2 separate regions of the Drosophila melanogaster genome follow, and region 2 is linked to region 1. Evidence: chromatin contacts called from public Hi-C data. All regions are on one chromosome and are shown on one strand. The core of a region is the stretch at or near the end of the contact, and the rest is flanking DNA. Distances in the headings are between cores, read along the strand shown. Region 1 holds the start of HGTX (HGTX,). Region 2 holds the start of ome (omega).

The links. A called contact is a pair of places that touch in the nucleus more often than the background predicts.
Region 2: a contact with region 1 is called in a Hi-C map of the Kc167 cell line, with 2.0 times the contacts expected there. A contact is called at or near these places in 3 of 107 Hi-C or Micro-C datasets (the Clone 8 cell line, the Kc167 cell line and the S2 cell line).

What each region holds. Positions count from the first base shown.
Region 1 is chr3L:14,596,184-14,601,622 of dm6, reverse strand. HGTX (HGTX,) reads left to right here and starts at 2,083. Exons shown (of 4, transcript NM_144357.3): 1 at 2,083-3,837. The coding sequence starts at 2,910.
Region 2 is chr3L:14,670,384-14,675,822 of dm6, reverse strand. ome (omega) reads right to left here and starts at 2,984. Exons shown (of 10, transcript NM_001144483.2): 1 at 2,600-2,984. It overlaps dlp (dally-like), which reads right to left. Exons shown (of 8, transcript NM_206353.2): 8 at 4,214-5,439. The coding sequence ends at 5,205. CG43121 reads left to right here and starts at 3,386. Exons shown (of 1, transcript NM_001259829.2): 1 at 3,386-3,888. The coding sequence starts at 3,423. The coding sequence ends at 3,776. tRNA:iMet-CAT-1-4 (transfer RNA:initiator Methionine-CAT 1-4) reads left to right here and starts at 1,810; the gene lies at 1,810-1,881. It also overlaps CG4914 and tRNA:iMet-CAT-1-5.

The DNA of each region.
Region 1 (5,439 bases), core at 834-3,333:
CCGAGTTTGAGACCAACTGTAGGCATTTAATAGTGTTTTCAATTCTCTGCTTATCGGTATTGTAAATTTTAAATTTGCTCCTCAGCTTCCATCTCAGTTCTTTCATTTTCTCTTTTTTAGCACAATAAAACAATAAATCAATCACAGTTAGGGCTTGTGTAGTTTTGTTATCTTTAACCAAGTTTTTAGTGTCTTGTTAGATTTTTTGTGGGGCCGAAATTTATGAACACTGTAAATATACTGTAAAAAAGACTTGATGGATTTAGTTATGAATTTATAAAATATTATTTTTTTTCTTAAGGGTATGTATTATTATGTTTTTCTTGTATTTAAAGTTGTCTTAAAAAAAATGTAGTGACAAACGACTTATATTGATAATATAAATCTTACAATTAACTTTTTCGTTTTTAAACAAATTCAATAGTTTTTATATTAAAGCTGAATGCTTACAGGCAACCTTAAAATTTAAAGTGTAAATTTTTCAATATTTTTCGTTAAAGATCTGTTAACTACGATGAAAGAAAATTCTATGACATGTTTTCTGCCACGCATAAATTTATGGGGAATTGTTTCAGATCAAAGCAAAAGATGAGGGCTGCTTAGACGAACTACGAAAGGAGAGACGAATGGATGGGTAAGGCTTCCAGGAGTATTTAAGGTCTTCATTTTTATGGGTCGGCAAAGTCAATTAAATAAAGAACACAGTCGAAAATCAACAAGCTGTGGTGGAAATGACCAGCAAAAGATAGAGATACTCACTCAACGGTTGAGTGAATTCGCTCCTTCATACTTTCACTCACATTCATTCACAATGGCGGTCCAAGTTCTCTCTCCCTTTCTCATTTTAGTGGGCGTGGCCTTGCCCTCTATTCCACATCCCATTTCATTCCTATGAGATCTCACCGTTTTGTCTGAGTAAATTAAAATTGTGTGTAGTTTATTATTAAATGAAGCGCATTTTTGTATTTGTATGTGGACCACCCGTCTGCCTGTCAGAGTATGTGTGTGTGTGTGTAACACCAGCAACAGCGGTATTTTTATATAGATAAACATAAATATAATTCGTTGGCCGTCGGTGGGTTAACAATCCTCCGGCCCACCGACGGGCACATAATAATATTAAAATGTTAATTAGCGTATTAATTCAGTTCGGTGATGAAAGTGTGAGCGGTACAAAACGTGATACATACATATATATGTTGGTATGCTGTGCTGGGACTCACATTTCTGAAAATAATTTATAAGATAATCTAGAAAAAGGTGTCTTTGGTATATGGTTAAAAAAAATCCTTAAAATATAGAGTAATTAAAAAATAAAACTATATAGGCATATTCTTTACAGTTCGCGAATTAATAACATTTCACATATTTATGTTATATTACTTAAGTACAGAATTTTGTATTAAATTAATTACAAACAAACATTTAAAAAAAGTGTTGAAATACTTCTACTTTAACCTATAGTTTCTCGTTTACATTTATAGCTCTCATTTATCGCCAGCGCAATTTTTAATTATTTAAATGAATAAGTCCAACGAAAAAAGCTGCCAGCTTCGTCTCAATATTTATAGCTTTTTAAACAAATAAACGGAATTCGCAGTCGACAAAAAGGCCACCCACAATCCAGCGACCCAGGGAAAAAGCCATGAAAATGCACTCAGCCTCAAGGAAACAGTTGGCCAGAAAAGGACAGATGGTGGTGCAAGCGAGACAAAGCACACCAAGAGTGCCAGGATAAGTTCCCGTTTCAGTCCCAGGCTCCAATCCGAATCCGAAATAGTTGATTTTAATGATGTACATAATAAAATTCCCATTCGTTTTGTGCCAATGCCACTGCGTTCCAGTCTGCATTTCATGTTTACACTGATTGTGGAACACTCTTGTGGGCGAGAAAGAGACACATCGATATGGGGGAGCAAGACAACCATATACGACTCTCTCCCTCGCGCGCTCTAGAGATGATGCTGCGAGTGGAAGTGGAATCGGAATGCGGAGGGTTGAAAGCCGTACCCCCAACCAAAAACCGAAACTGAAATTGAAACTGAGATTGTGCGACTGAGGGCCAGTCGAGTCAATTTCGAAATCATTCGTTAGTCGTAGGCCTAAACAAGCGGACACGCGCGGGTCTTCATTCACTACGATATTTTCCGGCCACGGAGTTACCCATATAGCCTGATCTCGTTCAAATCGATTATGCCAAGTGTAGTTTCTTAAAATCTAAGAACGATTTGAACAATAAACGTTTTCGTGCTCAACCGTTTGACAAAATCGGTTTCGTGCTTGTGCTAAAAAGGATTCAAGATCATTTGATCATTTGATCTTGAATATATAGATTTACGTGTTTTAATCGTATCGTGATCGGAAAATATTAAAAACCCTATATAAATATAAATACTGCGTACATCGGAAACTGAAGTGCTGACATTATAATTGAAAACAATTCAAGCAAAATACGTAGTTAAACAAAATTTCCAAAAAATTATTAAGGAACTCAATAAGTTTTATAAGCATAAAGCAGGATATCCCCTTAAATAATTTTTTTGGTCTTAATTACATAGAAGTAATTAATCAAAAATATTTGAACAAAAAGCTGCTATTGCTTAAATACTATTTATAACCAAACTGAAAAGCCTAAATCGTTAAGATTCGATCTTCTCCGCGTGAATACCTATCCGTAGACCGATCCCAAGCTGGGTAGTCCATTCCTGAGCATTACGCCGGCGGGTGGCAGCAGCAATCCCTCGCCCACGCCTCCACCGCCAGACGCCAAGGTGGCGGCCAAGCAGCTGGCCCAGAGCTTCCAGCTGTCCGCCAATTCCGCCTTTAACTTGGCCCTTCCGCCGGCATTTTACCGAGCACCACCGCAGCAGCACCCGGAGTGCCTGGACTACGGCCACGAAGCGCCCGAGATGGATCTGATAAATCCGTATATGCGCCATCATAGTTTTGCGGCCGCCGCCCAGGGAAGTCCCCCGTCGGCGGCTCAACGTCATCATTTGGCGGCGGCCATGAGCAATGGCTTCGCGGATGTCCATGCCCATGCGATGGCGGCGGCGGACTATCAACAACAGTTGGCCGATTACCACAGTGCAGCGGCGGCAGCGGCCGTTTATGCCAACAACAATAATAATAATAACAATAATAGCAGTAACAACAACAACAGCAGTCCGCTAATGTTGCTAAAGGCGGCACATGGCGGAGGTCTCAAGGATTCGGACTCGCCATCGACGACACCGCCACCCGCCTCTTCTAGACTCCATTCTGACTCCTCGCCATCTCCGCGATACGAACACAATTCCAGTCCCGGTGTGGACAGTGCCAAGTCGTATGCCTTGAGCCAGAGGAGCAGCGGAGCGGAGGATCCATGCCAGACCAGCGAATCCGCCAGTCCACCGCCGCAGGGCCAGAACGACTACAGTCCCGAGAATCTCAGCAGCCAGAGGGCAAAGTTCCAGCACCATCATGGAGTGAACCCACTGGCTTTGCACAATGCCAACCATGCCGGAAACCCCGGATGTCACAACAACAATAACCACATGGACCACAAGCTCCCACTGAGTTTTCTCGGTCCCCCGCTGGCCGCTCTTCACTCGATGACCACGGAAATGAAGGGTCAAGGAGTCGGTGGATCGTCGGCGTCGGCAAATGGCTTGTCCTATAGCCACAGCCCGAATTCGCATTTGATCAGTGATCGCGGATCCGGTGGCAGCTCATCGTCGTCCTCCACCACGACTACGAACACCAACAGCCAGGGTGCACCCAATCCGCACGGCATCGATACCATCCTCTCCAAACCACCGCCGGTGACATCGGCGGGTCTAAGTGCTTTAACAGGAGGTGAGTAAAGGAATGGATTTAATATGGGTTGGGTTTATTATATATTATACCCTGTTATTTTATACCAATTATATTAAGGAAGAAAGTGTATAAGGCCATGATTTGGGGACTTTTAATAAATTTCGAACTTCTTAAAGATGTTTGTTAAAACACACATTTTAATAATGCATAAAATAAAATACATAAACAATGGTTCTTGTTTTTACAATTTTATTGACATAAATCTAAATTTGGAAAAATCAAAATATTCCATTTAAATTTAAGCGCTTTCCAAAAAGTTGCTATATGTGTTGCTTAATGCTGAAGAACTTTGCTCTAATTTGAACGCATAACTATTAAACTTAATTGCATAATAAAAATGAAATAATAATACGCTACCTGTTTATTTACAATTGTCTCTCCCAATTCAATGCACCTAGTCATTATGCAACACTGAAATATGTGTATATATGTACATATGTATCAGACACGAATCAATAGATATTTTGTATGCACCGAACTCAAAAAGCCAAAGAAAAAAAGAGATATATTTTAAATGCTTCAAAAACTCGTTTCGCAAACCAAACAGAAAAATAAAAAGGCAATCTCGTCGAACAAAAACGACCGAAAATTGTTGTTTTGTTTACGAATCCGGTTTGGCATGATTCCATATGATTCCATGATTCAATAAAAGCCATTCCCCAGCCCACAACCCCCCTGTCATTACGCCCCCTGGTCGCTTTACCTAATCAGGGCAATTTTGGATATTGAGCACACCGTTTTCTACGAAACCCAAAATGGTTATAATATCCAATTGCAAAATTACCACATAACGTAATGAGATACGCGTTTTAACGTTAAAATTTGCAGCAATTAGTTGTCAAATTGTTTGTAATTAAATCAAAATGACACACAAAAAACGTGGTCTATATGGAAAATAAATGGTGGAGGGGATCTGAATCTGTGACGCTGTCGTTTCACTAAAATGATTTGGTTTTTCAGCCACTCTGCGTCGCATTTTTTGTACTTTTTCACTCAAATGTAGACCAATTGTGTGACATGACAGTGGTTTGAAAGGAGGGGGCGCGGTTGACAGGGTGATGACAATTTGCCATAACATTTTTAATTATTTTTAACGAGGGCGTTTATGTGATTTGATTCGTTTATTTGGGTTTTTCTTTAAACGATTCGGTCACCAGAAACGTAACTCATTCTTTGACAAATTATTTAATGGTCTTTAATTAATTCGAACAAATTCCGTATTGTGTGTTTGAGTTCGCCATGAGTGGGCAGAAAAATTGGCTGGCTGAGAACAAATTGCGCGAAATTCTCATGAAAGGGAAATAAACTTTGGAGAGGATTAGTTAATGGGGTGGGCTTATTAAAATGATTATGCAATTCACTACACAGTATTTTGAACATACATATAGAAAAATATTACATCAGGGATAACAATATTTATATTAATATGCGAACTACTTTAAAATGGTTTGAAGTTTACGGGAAGCTAATCGTTCTCACTTAAGTAAATTGTTACTTAAGAAAACTGTCATCTATCCTTTTCAAACTCAAATTATCATCTTTAAAAATCATTTTATTCCTTGTTTTAAAAATGAAATACAT
Region 2 (5,439 bases), core at 1,735-4,234, 73 kb before region 1:
CCACTTGGTGGAATATTTTTATTTTGGCTGCAAGCGGTGTTCTCTTGTTTACCACGGGTAATAAAAAAAACCTGTTTAATGTAACGCAGCTGGCAGCCATTAAATCTGCAAAAATCGCTCATTTATTTTATGTACGTCCACAAGGCACTTTGACACTTTCTTTATGTCGGGGTTGCTGAACTCTGAACTTGCCGATCGGGAGAGAGGCCCGTCACCCTTGACCCAATCCATTTTTTTCTTCTCGCGAAAGGCATAAACTTCGTAAATGTTGTTACTAATGAGATAGCAGTTGAATTACAGTGAAAATATAAATATTAATTAGAAACTGACTTTAGTTATTCACGTTGTAATATTCTTTATCTATCGACAGGTGCGGAGAGCGCAATGACGAGTCCAGGATTGTGGGCGGTACGACGACCGGCGTCAGCGAGTATCCATGGATGGCGCGTCTGAGCTACTTCAATAGGTTCTACTGCGGCGGCACACTAATCAACGATCGCTACGTGCTGACGGCGGCGCACTGCGTTAAGGGATTCATGTGGTTCATGATCAAAGTGACCTTCGGGGAGCACGATCGTTGCAATGACAAGGAGCGCCCGGAAACGCGCTTCGTGCTCCGCGCCTTTAGCCAAAAGTTCAGCTTCTCGAACTTCGACAATGATATAGCCCTACTACGTCTGAACGATAGAGTGCCGATCACCAGTTTTATACGGCCAATCTGCCTGCCACGGGTGGAACAGCGCCAGGATCTATTTGTGGGCACAAAGGCTATTGCAACGGGCTGGGGAACCCTCAAGGAAGATGGAAAACCCTCCTGTTTACTGCAGGAGGTTGAAGTTCCCGTTCTCGACAACGACGAATGTGTCGCCCAAACGAACTACACCCAGAAAATGATCACTAAGAACATGATGTGCTCGGGCTATCCAGGCGTTGGTGGGCGGGACAGTTGTCAGGGTGATTCTGGTGGTCCACTGGTACGTCTTCGCCCAGATGACAAGCGATTCGAACAGATTGGAATAGTATCTTGGGGTAACGGTTGTGCTAGACCCAATTATCCAGGAGTGTATACCCGAGTCACGAAATATCTGGACTGGATTGTGGAGAACTCGCGAGACGGTTGTTTCTGCGATGAGGATTACTAATATCATAAAGAGAGTGCTCAAAGCGGTGGACAATTCTTCGCCTTAGTCTGTAGTTAATCCCTTAGTAGTTTAGGTCATATTTTGTACTTTTATACTAAAACAACTGAATAAAGATAAACAATGCAGTAGGTTAGAAATCCCTTAATCAGTGCGTCTTATATTTGGCTAGGAAATTTCTTTACTAATTGCAAAAATGCATTTTATGTACAAATATAAACATCGAAATTTCGCAATAAAAAAATTCGCTCATGCGAATTGTACCACATAGCAGAGCAAGGTTTCGATCCTCGGACCTCTGGGTTATGGGCCCAGCACGCTTCCACTGCGCCACTCTGCTTGCTTGAAGTACTGGACCTCAAGGCTAGTTAATTACAAACGAGAAGTGGAACACCTCGTTACCGACGAATATACATTTGTGACCCTTTACAGTGCACTGCTTTCTTAACAGCTCTGTTGTTGCTCATCCACAAAGCAGTGTTCATGTATTACTATAAGAATACGCTTTAATCGTACAGTGAATGTGTATACAGTTTCAACAACTGAACAGTTAATGCGTACATACAGTAGTTAGAACGCTGTACTGTGAAGCGCATTTCTATTTTACTTTTATTGGTAACAAAGTGTCCTTTGTAATTACATCGACTCAATGGCCTGTTGGCCTCAAGCAAGCAGAGTGGCGCAGTGGAAGCGTGCTGGGCCCATAACCCAGAGGTCCGAGGATCGAAACCTTGCTCTGCTATGTGGTACAAATTCGCATGAGCGAATTTTTTGCTTATATTTTTTTTTATTGAAAAACCCCGTAATAGCCTTTCAATTATGCGTTATGAGAGCATGATAAATTTTAATCAAAAACCTAAATATACGATAAAGTTGACCACGTTATATATAAAATCCAACCATTTATACCTTTAAATGAGTCCTTCCTAAATATTGTTAGATTGAAAGAAACCGCAAGTACATATATGTTAATACGTCTAAAAATCTTTCCGACGAAACAACTGGCTTTATATACTCAGGCTATGATAAATTTGAGAAGGTGCTAACTTTGTTTCCATTCTTTATTTTAGCAATTACTTGTGTTTATTTTTAGTCATCCCTAGAAGATTACACAGCTGACTACTGTTGCTCCGCAGTCAGTTAATTGTGCGCCTAACTGTGTAAGACACAACAACCTTCAGCCAGCAGCAACAGTTGCAGTTAGAAGTCTAAACATTCAGCGGTTTGATGCGGCCCAAAAAGCAAATATCGTTAGAAACATTAGCTAGCTAGTCTATGGCAAACTGGTTTCCATCGAACAGCTGAAAGCGCAAGGGGGCAAATAAAAGATGAAAAGAAAAGAGCTTAGAAGAAGACGTTGACTTTAAAAGTCAAACGTTGCTTTGGCCGGAGAACCAAAAAGTTTTCTCATTTCAAATGTTTGTTTATGAAATTTTAGTGTTTTGCCTAATGAAACTTACGCGGAACTGCGGATGAACGATACCGAACCGAAAGATTGCTGATAGCCTTATCTATTTGTCGTCTTTCACTTGTTTATAATTGGTTACTCATCACAATCACAGTGATCACAGGAAAATTGACGTCAATTTCCACTTTCGCTTCGCCCACTTTTCATTTCATTTCATTTCACGACCGCACTCACGTGTGCCGCGCCTTGCGTAATTATTTAAATTCAAAATTTTTGCAATGCATCAAGATTCGCATTCGCGCATCTCACAGATATATTTTCGTGTGCACAGAGGGGCGCTCCAGGTTTACGTTTCGAAATTTTCTTTGCCGCAGTTCATTTTTCACGTTGCGTTGGCAGCAGTTGTTGTTTACCGTACGCCGATCGCGCGCTCACTGAAAAAGCCACCACAAGCTCCCCGCGCACCCAAAGATACACAGAGAGCCATCAGGCCAGATATTCCGACGGATGGAGCGTCGCCTGAGATCTCGAGACCTTTGCGCTTGGCCACGATCTCGGAGTTTCCACGCTCTCCCACTTGCCGGTCATATGAATGAATGAGTATTTTTGGTACATGGAAAAAAATTGATACCAAAATTGGTCACTTATTCTAATATATGCATACAGCTAGATAGAACTGTATTCTGAATATATGCGCCTCAAAGTCATAATCAATCAATACTCATAAAATAAGTATTTATTTATCAATTTTGGTAATCTAGGAGGCCAGTCATTAATATTAACTATTTTGACAATATAGAAGTAAGGTATACATCGATCATTGACAGTCTCTAAAATTATTCCCATCATAGAAGAAATAAAAAAAAATTTTAGATATGCTTTCCCCGGAGTCTCCGGAGAAACCGAAAAAAAGTCTACATGACCTCGGGCTATTAACAAAGACTGAAGAGAAAACCAAAGGGAGCCTTGTAGCCCTCCAGTCTATCGACAAGCGCCTGAAGACCCTCTTGGACCGCCTTACATCTGTGGAGAACTCAATGGCTAGCTTGAATTTACCTGCTTTGGACGAAGGTAATGGAGACACCTATGAGGACTTGGAAACATTGGAGGATGAGTTGGACAACCAGGAGAAAGAACTTTCAGAATTTGCAAATGAAGAAGCTATTGGGTCAAAGGTAGATGATGATGAAATTGAAGAGGTAGACAAGGAAGTCACAGGAAATCAATAATGCGATTTTCCATTGTATAATTGTTATTAATGCTACGGTTTTCCATACGTTATACACGAGGAAAACGGGCAGAAAATTGTTAATTGTTAATTGTTAGAATAAAAACCGTGGCAAAAAGAATTTTTTTTCTTGCTTACTGTGTATTGTTTTCTTGTTTACTTGTCTTCTTCAGCTTAGTTGTTTTTTAAAATTTAAGAAAGCATAACTTTCCGTTAAGAAACTCTGCGCTTTAGGCAATTTGTTTACAAACGACTTTTACATTGGCACATGTGCGACCTCTAGCGTTCATAAAACCTACAGCTGAAGATGTATCATACATAAATATTTTTCAATTCTGGCAACGCCATATAACAGTAACGGTTTTTAAGGGCATGAGTTAATGAACTTTTGAAACACCTTCTAAATCAATCCCCACAATTAAAAGCGGAAGTTCTTTTCTTTTGTTACGTTTTTGTATTTTTTCTTTTTCCATTTGTTTTAATACAATATATAAAAACCGATAAAAAATCAAAAATAAATATAAATATGTAGGTGTACACAGTTTAGTTTGAAATGCGTTTGATGGCTGGCAAAAGTCAGGGCTGTCTACGAAAGATACAAAATTACAAAAGCCGTGGCTCGGACGCTTTTCTATGGCCATGTTAACGTAAATAAGACTTCAGTTTTTAGGTTTATCAGTAGACTACAGTTACAAATTAGTTATTGCTCTTCATTTCGGTGATAATTGAAATTGTGTGCTGTGGCAATTTGCTGGTTACATTACATATGCGCGTATGCATAAATATAATACAAATTAAATATGTAGGTGTAGGTGTGTTTTTCGCTTAGGTCTCTAGGGGCTAAAGTGTTTATAGTTAATTTTTGCTAAACGATCACATTGAACAGGCACTCCGCTCGCACTCACACTCGGTAAAAGCATTCACTCCGCGACATACACGCACTCACTTCTACATTCATTCACTCTCTGGCTTACAAAATACAATTTCGCACTTAGACTTAGAGTGTGGGGGAACAGGGGCGTTTGGGGGCTTACTAAACTAAAATGGGCTCGTTACGTATTCTCTCTCCTCCACTAATTTCTTTTTCTCCTATCGGGTCTCATTAAAGAACCGCTTTAGATCAGGCATTTTCTGATTTTTACAATATCTGGTAGTTTTCAAAAATTAAATTTTAGATTTAGAGTGAGATTTCATCCAATTCAAATTTGAAAAAATTCCTGACGAGAGTAAAATTCGAAAAATTACCTATTTTCTTGATTGCGTTTTGATTGCTACTATCAAAAGTTTTTATAAAATTTTGGACTCGCATTTCGTATATAAGGGGTAGCATGTAGTTCTGCTAATAACATTTTGCTTCACGGATGAATGACTGAGAGGTGTAGGGGATGCAGCCGTGCTCCATCTTGGCTGCATTTCGCACGTTGAGTAATCACAGCAAATCGGCGCAGACGCCACCGAACCACGCCATATAAAGGGGCAGCAGATAAACAACCAGAGCGCGACGCAGCGTCATCTTTTCTGGGGCATCGGATGATCGATTGTCATTGGCCCCGTCATGGCCTGCATCCGTGTCCTCATCCTCATCCAGCTGCCTATGATCCTCATCCAGATCGTTGTGATCTTGGTCGAAGTGAGTGGTGTGGATGAGCGGATTCTTGTCGTCC